2 separate regions of the Mus musculus genome follow, and region 2 is linked to region 1. Evidence: chromatin contacts called from public Micro-C data. All regions are on one chromosome and are shown on one strand. Each heading gives the region's core, a stretch centred on a gene start, on an enhancer-like site or on the middle of the called end of the contact. The rest is flanking DNA. Distances are from core to core; before and after follow the strand shown. Region 1 has its middle 160 kb from the start of Fam174a. Region 2 overlaps St8sia4 (ST8 alpha-N-acetyl-neuraminide alpha-2,8-sialyltransferase 4).

Region 1 (5,268 bases), core at 420-2,919:
CTCCCTCCCACGCTCATGCTAATTTTCACCAGGAGAAATGATTTTTGACAGGTTTAGAAAGTCAGGTTAAGTTCATATAAGGAAAAATGTGTAAAATAGTCTTCTGAACTGAGATTTTCCTGTAACTGTAGGAATGGTGGATGCTGCCAGAGAATAGTGTACAGTCAGGGCATGGGATGAGAGCCAGAAATGTGTGTGTCACCCTACTCTCTCCCATCCTGCTAGATTTACAAGTGCTTGTGGTACTGGGCAGGAGGGTGGGGAGTATTGCTGAGACGTGGACTCTACTCCTATGAAACTGAAGTAAGAATATACTTCAATATAGATTTGTACTTGTAATGGCTTGTATCTTGGCTCTTCAAACAATATTGAGGCCTTCTCGTAACCTACAGAATCTGTGTATCTTCTTTTAAAAAATGCCTTTGCAAATGAAACTCATTTAGAGAACTTGAGATAACCATTCCGTTATTTAGGTGGGCTTTACACATAATGTAAAGATACCTCACAAGTATCTCTGTAAGAGGTGGACTAGAGCAGAGATGAGTACCTAGAGTCACAGCAAGCATTGAAAGCACTGTACAAAGCTCAAGTCCAAGTGGATCAAGGACCTCCACATAAAACCAGATACACGGAATCAAATAGAAGAGAAAGTGGGGAACAGCCTCATATACATTGACAAAGAGAAAAATCTGAAGAAACCACCAATGGCTCGTGCTCTAAGATCAACAGTTGACAAATGGAACCTAATAAAACTGCAAAGCTTCTGTAAGGCAAAGGCACTGTCAATAGGACAAAAACCACATCCCACAGATGTTGGGGAAACATCTTTACCAACTCTACATCTAATAGAAGAATAATATGCTGTTGGGCCCTATTTGGCCCTGGTTTGGGTCTTGAGGACAAACCCCAGCCTGGCTTGAGTTTTGAAAACTGTCTCAGTCACTTCCGTACTGGAGTGACTCAGCATGACCTGCTTAAGCCTGTCTCTGCTTAGCTACTGCTAACATAGAGTAACTTTGTTGGCTCTATCAGTCACCCCATACCCTTCCTCGTCCTTCCTCTTCCCCTATGTCATCTCACCTTAGCAAAAAAATTCCCACCTCCTCTCTCAGCCCTCTATAAACAAAAGACTGATACAATTAAGTTCCTGCTTTGACAGACTTCTGGCTCAGGGTGGTTATTCTCCAGTCTGCAGGAGATCTGAGCTGTGACATTCACCATCCTGTTTCAGCCCTGGAGAGACTTGGCTGGACCAAGTTCTCTCCTCTCAGCCTAGAGCTGCTGGCCAAGAGCAGGCAATATGCAAAATATACAAAGAACTCAAGAAGCTAAACTTCAGAGAACCAAATAACCCTATTAAAACTGGGGTACAGAGTTAAACAGAGAATTCTCAACTGAGGAATCTCAAATGGCTGAGAAGCACTTAAGGAAAGAAATGTTTAAAATATTTAGTCATCAGGGAAATGCAAATAAAAATGACCCTGAGATTCCATATCACACCAATTAGAATGGCTAAGATAAAAAGTGCAGGTGAGAGCAGATGCTAGTGCCGATGTATAAAAAAGAGGAGGCATTTCCTTCAAAGGAGATGTTGTTCTGCTGATTCCATGGTGTCAGGCTTCGGGTTTCTTGTGGCTTGAAAACATGAGCTATGGTTTAAGCCAGTAAGTTTCTCTCAGTGACCACAATGAAGAAACATGGTATTGCATGCATATGTGAAATATGAATGATATACAGCATGCAATGGGTTTATGAAAGTTTTGTCATGTCAAATTAGACAGTATGGGAGACTACATGAACCACTACATAGACAAGAGTTTGCTATGGAGTTGTTTCTTTCTTGCCTAACATTCCATGCTATAGCTTTTGTTTTAGCTATAACAGAGAGTCTAAGTGGATAAAGTCTTCCCAATATGACTGCCCAAAGGACAGAACAACAACATTGTATGGACACAAGTTGTATTTAGGAACACACAAACACACACAGACATACACACAGACATACACACACAGACACACACACATAAACACACACACATACGAATGTGTGTTTATATACATGTAAACATATGAACAAATATACATATGTGCTAATGAGAAATGAGATCATATGAAGAAGAGAAGACAGGTATATTCAGGAGGGTTTGTAGAAAGGAAATGCAAGAGGAAGATGTTGTAATTAAAATTCTGTCTCAAAAAATAAACAACAACAGAAGATTTCACTTGACAGCCAAGAGGAGTGGAAAAGAAAAGTGAAAAATGTTCCTAAAAGCATAAACATACTAAGAGCATTGTATTCTGGTTCCACTCTCTCTATGCGTTTACTCTCACTTGTTCATGATGCTTTAACATACTGAAATGTGCAAAAGTACCGAGGGACTATTGGGACAGCTGGACTTCTGCTCACAGCTCTATAAATTGCTTGCTTTTCAATTTATACAGGCTCAGGAAGTTCTGAAGTAAAACAAAGAAAAATATAGTGCAAAAGAAATATAAAAATAGAGCCGGGCGTGGTGGCACACGCCTTTAATTCCAGCACTCAGGAGGCAGAGGCAGGTGGATTTCTGAGTTCGAGGCCAGCCTGGTCTACAAAGTGAGTTTCAGGACAGCCAGGACTATACAGAGAAACCTGTCTTGAAAAACCAAAAAAAAAAAAAAAAAAAAAAAAAGAAATATAAAAATAATGCCATAAGTAATCCTTTCCTTAACAAATTCTAATCTTGGTAATTGGAGAAAGGGACTGGGTAAAATGGTACAAAAAATAGATGCTGGGATGAGCTGAGTTCTAAACCTTGATTAAATTAGTATATCAACTGTCATAAAGATAGACATCATAAAGATAGAGATCTTGATGGGTTTGTAATGATAAGGGACATTAAGGTTTTGGACTCTGTATTCTTTTCTCAAATATTGACTACAAATATCCTGACTATAAATACTTTCTAGACAGCTTACACCTATTGACTGCGTTATTATTACTTAAACTGCAAACCAGAAAGTTCAGGAACATTTACGTTTTCATTCAAGTGCATTCACACATAGCACATAAAGGCTTAAGTCACACATACATACATAGGGTCAGATACATATTTATCCAACAGATGCATATCATGCACACATGCAATCATCCCCATGCGCATAAAACATGTAGAATGTTGCATTAACATTACGACATTTTCTCCTGTTTCACCTCCATGAAAGAAAGCTCTCTCCCTCCCCATTTTATTCCCATTTTTCATTGGTTTGTAAAATATACTTATGGCCAAGCACACTCCCGTGGTTGTATTGCAAAGCATTTTTAACATATTTATCATGCCATAAACTAGCATGGTGACAGTACTTTAATGTTAACTGCTGCATTATTAATGGGGGATAGTTTGCCTTTACAGAAGGTCCCTGAGTTTGTTGTGATTCACAGTCATTATGGCCAATAAATATGATGTGGGTCAGATTGGAAATGCAAAGGGCTTGGTGAACTCTGAATGACTTAGATATGCTTTGAACTTTTTCCCTCATAATGTCAAGATTCTGGTTCAAAAACTGTGACTTGCAGCAACTATTTTTAATGCCATGAATGGTTATTCTCACATAAGAGAAAAAACTGATTTATTCAAGAGATTTTTTTTACCTTGTATCTTTTTTTTTTTAAGATTTATTTATTTATTCTATGTAAGTACACTGTAGCTGTCTTCAGACACTCCAGAAGAGGGAGTCAGATCTCATTACGGATGGTTGTGAGCCACCATGTAGTTGCTGGGATTTGAACTCCGGACCTTTGGAAGAGCAGTCGGGTGCTCTTACCCACTGAGCCATCTCACCAGCCCTACCTTGTATCTTTTATACTAACTCTAAAATATACTAGCTTAAGTACACAATGACATGGATTAAGGAAAGACTACTGGTTAGAAATTCAGTGGGTAAATAAAAATTCAGATGATATATTTGTATCTGACATATCAATTTGTCAAGTTGAGTTCAAAATCTCTTCCTTGGATTAAATTCATATACATAAACATATACATGTACATGTACATATACATAGTGCACTTTAAAAACATGTAGCCCATAATGATAAATACAAATACATAAAGAGAATGAATAGATATAATATGAATAAGGAAAGTACAAAACTCCCCTGACAAATACATAAGTAATATTCAGTCATATTATAAAAAAGCAAAAATTCAAGTCAAAGTTTACTATAAAAATTAACAAATATTTCCAAAAAGCAATCCTGATATTGAAATGATAAAATAATGAACCTGTCTAGAAAATATGTATCAATGCAATTGAAAATCTATTTTTAATAAAGTTGTACTAATTTTTAGTTTTGGTACTTTTTAAAAGACAATACAACATAGTTACAAACTCCAAAAAAGAAAGAGGATAAGTACAAGGACATTTCATACACAATCAGCTTAGAAATGCTCTGCTTCATATACTACACAATTTGATACATATTATGCCATTCTAATAGCGAAATGAAATGTTGTTATTTTATATTAAATATACGCTCAAAATAATGCTTATACTTTTATCCTGAGTTATGTTCTATATTTATTTTTATGAGCATTCATTTGAATTATTTCTATGTATATATACATGTTTATAATAGAAAACTTGAAAGTGTAGTCATAAATAAAAAAGAAGGGAAATATAAATGTAATATTTTAACATTAAATTATCATTTCATTACAATATATATGTATATATGTATATGTGTGTGTGTGTTTGTATGTGCATATGTGAAAGAGAGTGTGTATATGTGTGTATTCCACTGATTTGTGAATATTCCATCTTTGTTATAGAATTTGTGAAATCAAAAATGATTCCTGAATATTTCAGATATTAGATAACAGAGCTCATTTAGAAATTGTCTTGCTTTATATCAACTCAATTATATATTTCTTCCTTTTTAAAATTTATTTATTCTTCTCTCATCTACTATATTCTGACTGCAGTTTCCCCTCCTTCCACTGCTCCTAGTCCCTGCCACATACCCTCTCCCCCAGATATTCTCCTCCTCTGCTTCTCTTCATAAGAGCACGGTCCTCCCAGGATATCAACAGAACATGGCAAAGTAAGTTACAATTAGGACTAGGCACACAGCCCTCATATAAAAGCTGGACAAAGGCAACCCAGTAGGAGGAAAAGGGTCCCAAGAACAGGTAAAAGCACCATAGAAACCCTCAATTTCCACTATTAGGAGTCCCACAGAATATCAAGCTATACAACCATAACATAAATACAGAGGACCTAGTACAGACC
Region 2 (4,707 bases), core at 853-3,352, 180 kb after region 1:
ATATTCCATTAACATGGCATGTACAAAGCACAGCTAGCAAGGGACACTGTTGATTTGTAAAATTAATATTAATTATGAAGCGGAAGCAATTTCATGAGGAAATATGAGAAATTTGTTGAAGTGCTACCCTCTTTTCCATTTCCTACCAGAATCACCATCGTATACAGAAGTCTTTTTATAATGGAATCCTTTGTCTTGTTTTGAATATTATTCTATTCTATTTCAATTACTGCTGCCATGGTATTGTTGTTGTGTTATTCCTCTTTACATATATGACTACCCATATAAAATTGAAACTCCAAATAACATACATGCAACTTTATACCTATAACATTTGTTAAGCCATCTAATGCTGGATAGTTGCGGATGTTTTTATTACAGTTCATTGAGTGAATAAAACACTAGCATCATAAATGGAACAAATTAATGGAATAATTGCTTATATTTTAAACCTGAATCACTATCATAATATGATTGCATTTGTGAATCTTTGTACAAAATTTAACTTCTATCTTTTATGAGATTTTATGTTTTTGACTCCTGACTTTATTGTTTGTCTGATCATTTGTGTTAGTCACTAAACATAAAGGAATCAGTTTTGACCTTGTACCAGATGGTACATGTGTGAGTTAATGAGATCTTAAAACCACATATTTGATGAAGAATTAGTAATCATGTTTTATTAATGCAAAAACATGCCCCATTGATTTGCAAATCTTGAAGACTAGGGTTTAAACTATGCACTGAATCAAAAACATTGAACTCCAAACTTATCTCCAAACTTACAATTGGAAATGGTTTTCTGTACTTAAATAATATATTCTACCTTACAAAAACAAATAAAAACAATCAATACAGTATCTACAACAGAGCTATAATCCAAGCATTAATACATAAAACTATAGTTCATGAAATCTCAAAAATTCAATACTTAATTAAAAAGCAGTTCTTTGGGCTGGATAGATGGCTCAGCAGTTAAGAACTTTGCTACTCTTGGCAGATGCCCAAAATCAGTTCCCAGCATCAATGCTAAATGGCTCACAAGCACTTGTAATTCCAATCTCAGGAGGACCCAATGCCTCTGATGTCTGTGGGCACCCCTCACTCATGTGTACACCTCCCCCACTCTCACATAAGACATATTTAAATTGAAAATAAGTCTTAGCAGAAAAACAGTGCTAAGTCTCTTTTTGTAGAAACTCAAAATCCAGTCCTTCTTACTCTTTATTAGGTGCAATGTTCCTATGTACAATGTTTATAATTTTAAATGAACTTTTTCAATTAAAGCTAGTATTTTTACATTTTTAAAAATTTGGATTCATATTCACTGCACAGAGGAAATCTATTTACTTTACATGCACACACACAGAGACATGAGATCATAAAAACTGAAAACATTCTAACTAATAATAAGGAATTGTTTCAAAAATATGATCCTTGCAAGTCCTTTCCAAATAATTACTTAACAGTAATTATTTGACACCATACTGGCTATTAATTCATATTTTTACGTTTCTAGTAATAGATGAGTCAATTGGTATTTCACAACTGCATTTTATAATTCCAGGAATTTTAATTCTTGCCAGTAAAGTAGCAGATACAGTAACTAGGTTATACCCCCAAGAAAAGTGCCAAGGTCTTTTCCCTAAAGCCACCCTGAGTGATGATTTTGTACAACTACTTCTCTTCCTTCGTGTAATTCTTGTAGTTACTGGTTTTTCTTTACACTTTTCATATAATCTATGAACTCCCTAGAACTTGATCACATCTCATTTACATCACACCTCCATGAATCATTGAATGCTGGGATTGTTTTTCTTCATCTAAACAGATGTGATCAAATCCTGATTTTACATCTTAGGCAGCTGTCAGGCGATCATCAGAAGGAAGGCAACATTTCTGAACCAACAGAAACAAGAACCATATTAGGGACCATAACAATATGTGTTATTTCCACAACTTTGCTGATGGGGAAAAATTTTTGGCTATAAACTGTGGTAACAAGAAGGAAAAATTTCTAAACAATGTAAGCCCACGGGCCTTGTTGCAAAGACATCCATGAATCATAGGAAATCACAGGGTTTGAGAGTCAGAAATGAGTTCAGGAGACCATTGAGTTCAACTTCCTCATTAGGTGAGTCGAGAAAATGAATCCCAATGTTCATTGTCTCCTTTGTTAAGAGTTACACTACATTTAACTGCTGTGCCAGCAGTAGAATCCAGAGTTCTTTGTTCTCAAATGATGATCCTTTAAACTGTTATTTCCTGTTAGTGGTTATCCTGTATAGCACAATGGGACAGTTAACTATAAATATTGGCATCTTCTGTGTGTATGAGTTATATTTAGGATGATCACAATATAAATGTACTGTGTATTAGTCAGAAGTAATCTAAAGGATACGATCTATTTATTGAATAACTATGCTGAGCACTTTATGCTATGTTTGTCCTAGAAACCTTCATTATACTCCTAAATGCAGACTGAATTATTAAATATAAATTATTTTCTTTATACTATCTGTTTTTGTTTGAATTCACATTAAATCAGAGAGGTAATACATAAATACATGATTTAAATTGTTGTATAATTTTGATTAAGACATTTAGGCTTTAACGTAAAGCTCGTGAGTGTGTCCTGGTTACTCTTCTTCAAGATATTTAAATGTATTTTTTGTTCATAGAAAGATCTTAACAGAAAGACAGTCTCATGGTTAGACCATATACTACAACCTATTCAACCATATACATTTCAACTTGATGGTTTTAACTTTGGGTTTCATTTATTAAAAATAAAGTTTTATAGTCCTAGTCCACACTTTGAGTAATTATTGCTGCCCTTTGAAAGTATCAGATTTAAAGTGGCATTCTTCCTTCTGTCCACCATGGTGTCAACAAAAGTTAGGACATAATTTAGAGATGTCCTTAGTTTCACAGTAGACACACAATTAATGTTTCTCAATGTAGAAGATTCCTGACTCATCTTTACCATTTAAAGTTCTAAATGGGTTTTGTTGTTGCTGTTGTTGTTGTTGTTGCTGCTGTTTTAAATGTTTTTAGTCTGTGTAGAAAATACTGGTGGGATTTGACTAGAAAGAAGGCTGTGTTGTTTTTTGTTCCACATACTGACTACCTCCAAAGAAGCCCTACACATATGGGTCTATGAAGAAGTATACAAGGTTGACCTGTGTGTGAAGCACCTTTAGACTCAGATAGTACAAATTCAAATTCTCCATGATCAACCTTATATTTAATAGATGTCATAAAATGTCTAATCTTTCCTTAGAGTTTCATACTTATCTTGCTGATTATATTTTTCTTATTGTCTCCTCCTCACATCTGTAGCCTCTTTTCTTATCTCATCTTGGTACCCATTGTTTTCAGCATCACCTTTTGAACAACCTTGACATAAAAAGCCTAAATGCTCTAAACCCTGAAAGCCATTTGATATCTTCAAGATATTATAAGTGATGTATCATAGTCAAATGCTGTGCTCTGCTAATTTATTAGAAATACCTTCAGTCAATTTCTAAAAGGTGGTATGTAAAACGTAAGTGTCTATGCTCAGAAAAGGATCCAAACCTAAAACACCTCATTGCATATATTCAAATATTCTTAAATTTGAGAAAAACCAAATCAAATTGCTATCATAGTAGTAATTATTATTGTATGATAATTCCTTTTCAGCCTGAATCAATTGTATTCCCTTTGAGTTAATTGAGTTATTGGTTGAAACATCTTCATGAGCCTCACATTTTCTCCTACAACTGTTTAGATGAATATTTTCCCAGAACATGTGTAAAAGTAAGGTCAATCTTCCTTGGTCCTTTTGCTCTATATTACAAGTCCCACCACCCTATTCAGTCTTAAGAGTTCTCAATCAACATACTCCTGTATTGGCACACTAAAACCACTCTCCTTGTCCATGAATATTGACAATGCTATGTCCTTCTGCTTTTTGTCCCTTCTTTATATGCCAGCTGCTCTTCACCATTCAACTCAGACACAGCCCGCTTAAATGAACCTTGCCCAATTGCATGAACCTTTCCCTCCTTCTCCACTTTCTGTGCAGCAGTTCTGTTGAGTTTTGTCTTATACAGCAACTTGCATATGATTACTTCATGACCTTATGCCCTTGCCCCAGATTCTGTTCTCTCCGAATGTAGACATTTGTTTTCTTTAAATAAATCTACTTCAGCAGAACTCTTCATACTTCGATGGCTGATGATAAAAAATTATTTAAAAATCCAAAGCTATTATGTACTAAACATTTTTTGTTTGGCTTTGCATCAAAGTTTTTAAATATAGCATCCATGCAGAGAGGTATAATAGGTGAATCTTCTAGTTTTAAATAAAAACTGAAACCATATTTTTAAATCTATGGAAGAGCTAGTAAACTGGACATTTGGTAGCACTTTGTGTCAGAAAAGAAATTTCGTGACACAATGAATCAATTTTCTTTCTCCTTCTCTGCTCTGACCTAAAATGCAAACTTGCTTCCTCTAGTCACCCTTATTGAAGGGCTTTTAAATACGGCTTCTACAGTGTTTTTTTTTTTTTTCATTTATAGATGCTTATGTCTAGCATTCTGAATACATTCCTCTTCATCTATAGCAATTACAAATATAATAAAATTAATTAAGCCAAAACTCCAAAGAACTATAAGGATCTTCCTTGGGATATTTCAAAATGTCATGGAAATAATTAATA

What was found. A called contact is a pair of places that touch in the nucleus more often than the background predicts.
Region 2: a Micro-C map of macrophages shows a contact between it and region 1, with 2.9 times the contacts expected there. The contact joins two enhancer-like sites. A contact is called at or near these places in 5 of 484 Hi-C or Micro-C datasets (the C10 cell line, bone marrow-derived macrophages, erythroblasts and 2 more) and 5 of 115 datasets of contacts at active chromatin or transcription factors (CD8 T cells, the HPC-7 cell line, cardiomyocytes and 2 more).

What each region holds. Positions count from the first base shown.
Region 1 is chr1:95,467,297-95,472,564 of GRCm38.p6, forward strand. No RefSeq gene overlaps it. Among named protein-coding and RNA genes, the nearest start is that of Fam174a, 160 kb to the left of the region's middle. Within about 2 kb of position 1,670, at least 67 of the 459 cell types and tissues checked have an H3K27ac peak or open chromatin away from gene starts, as enhancers often do. A contact at or near this core is called in bone marrow-derived macrophages and macrophages, where this site is marked.
Region 2 is chr1:95,642,214-95,646,920 of GRCm38.p6, forward strand. The region is part of intron 3 of St8sia4 (ST8 alpha-N-acetyl-neuraminide alpha-2,8-sialyltransferase 4); the gene reads right to left. Among named protein-coding and RNA genes, the nearest start is that of St8sia4, 23 kb to the right of the region's middle. Within about 2 kb of position 2,103, at least 10 of the 459 cell types and tissues checked have an H3K27ac peak or open chromatin away from gene starts, as enhancers often do. A contact at or near this core is called in bone marrow-derived macrophages and macrophages, where this site is marked.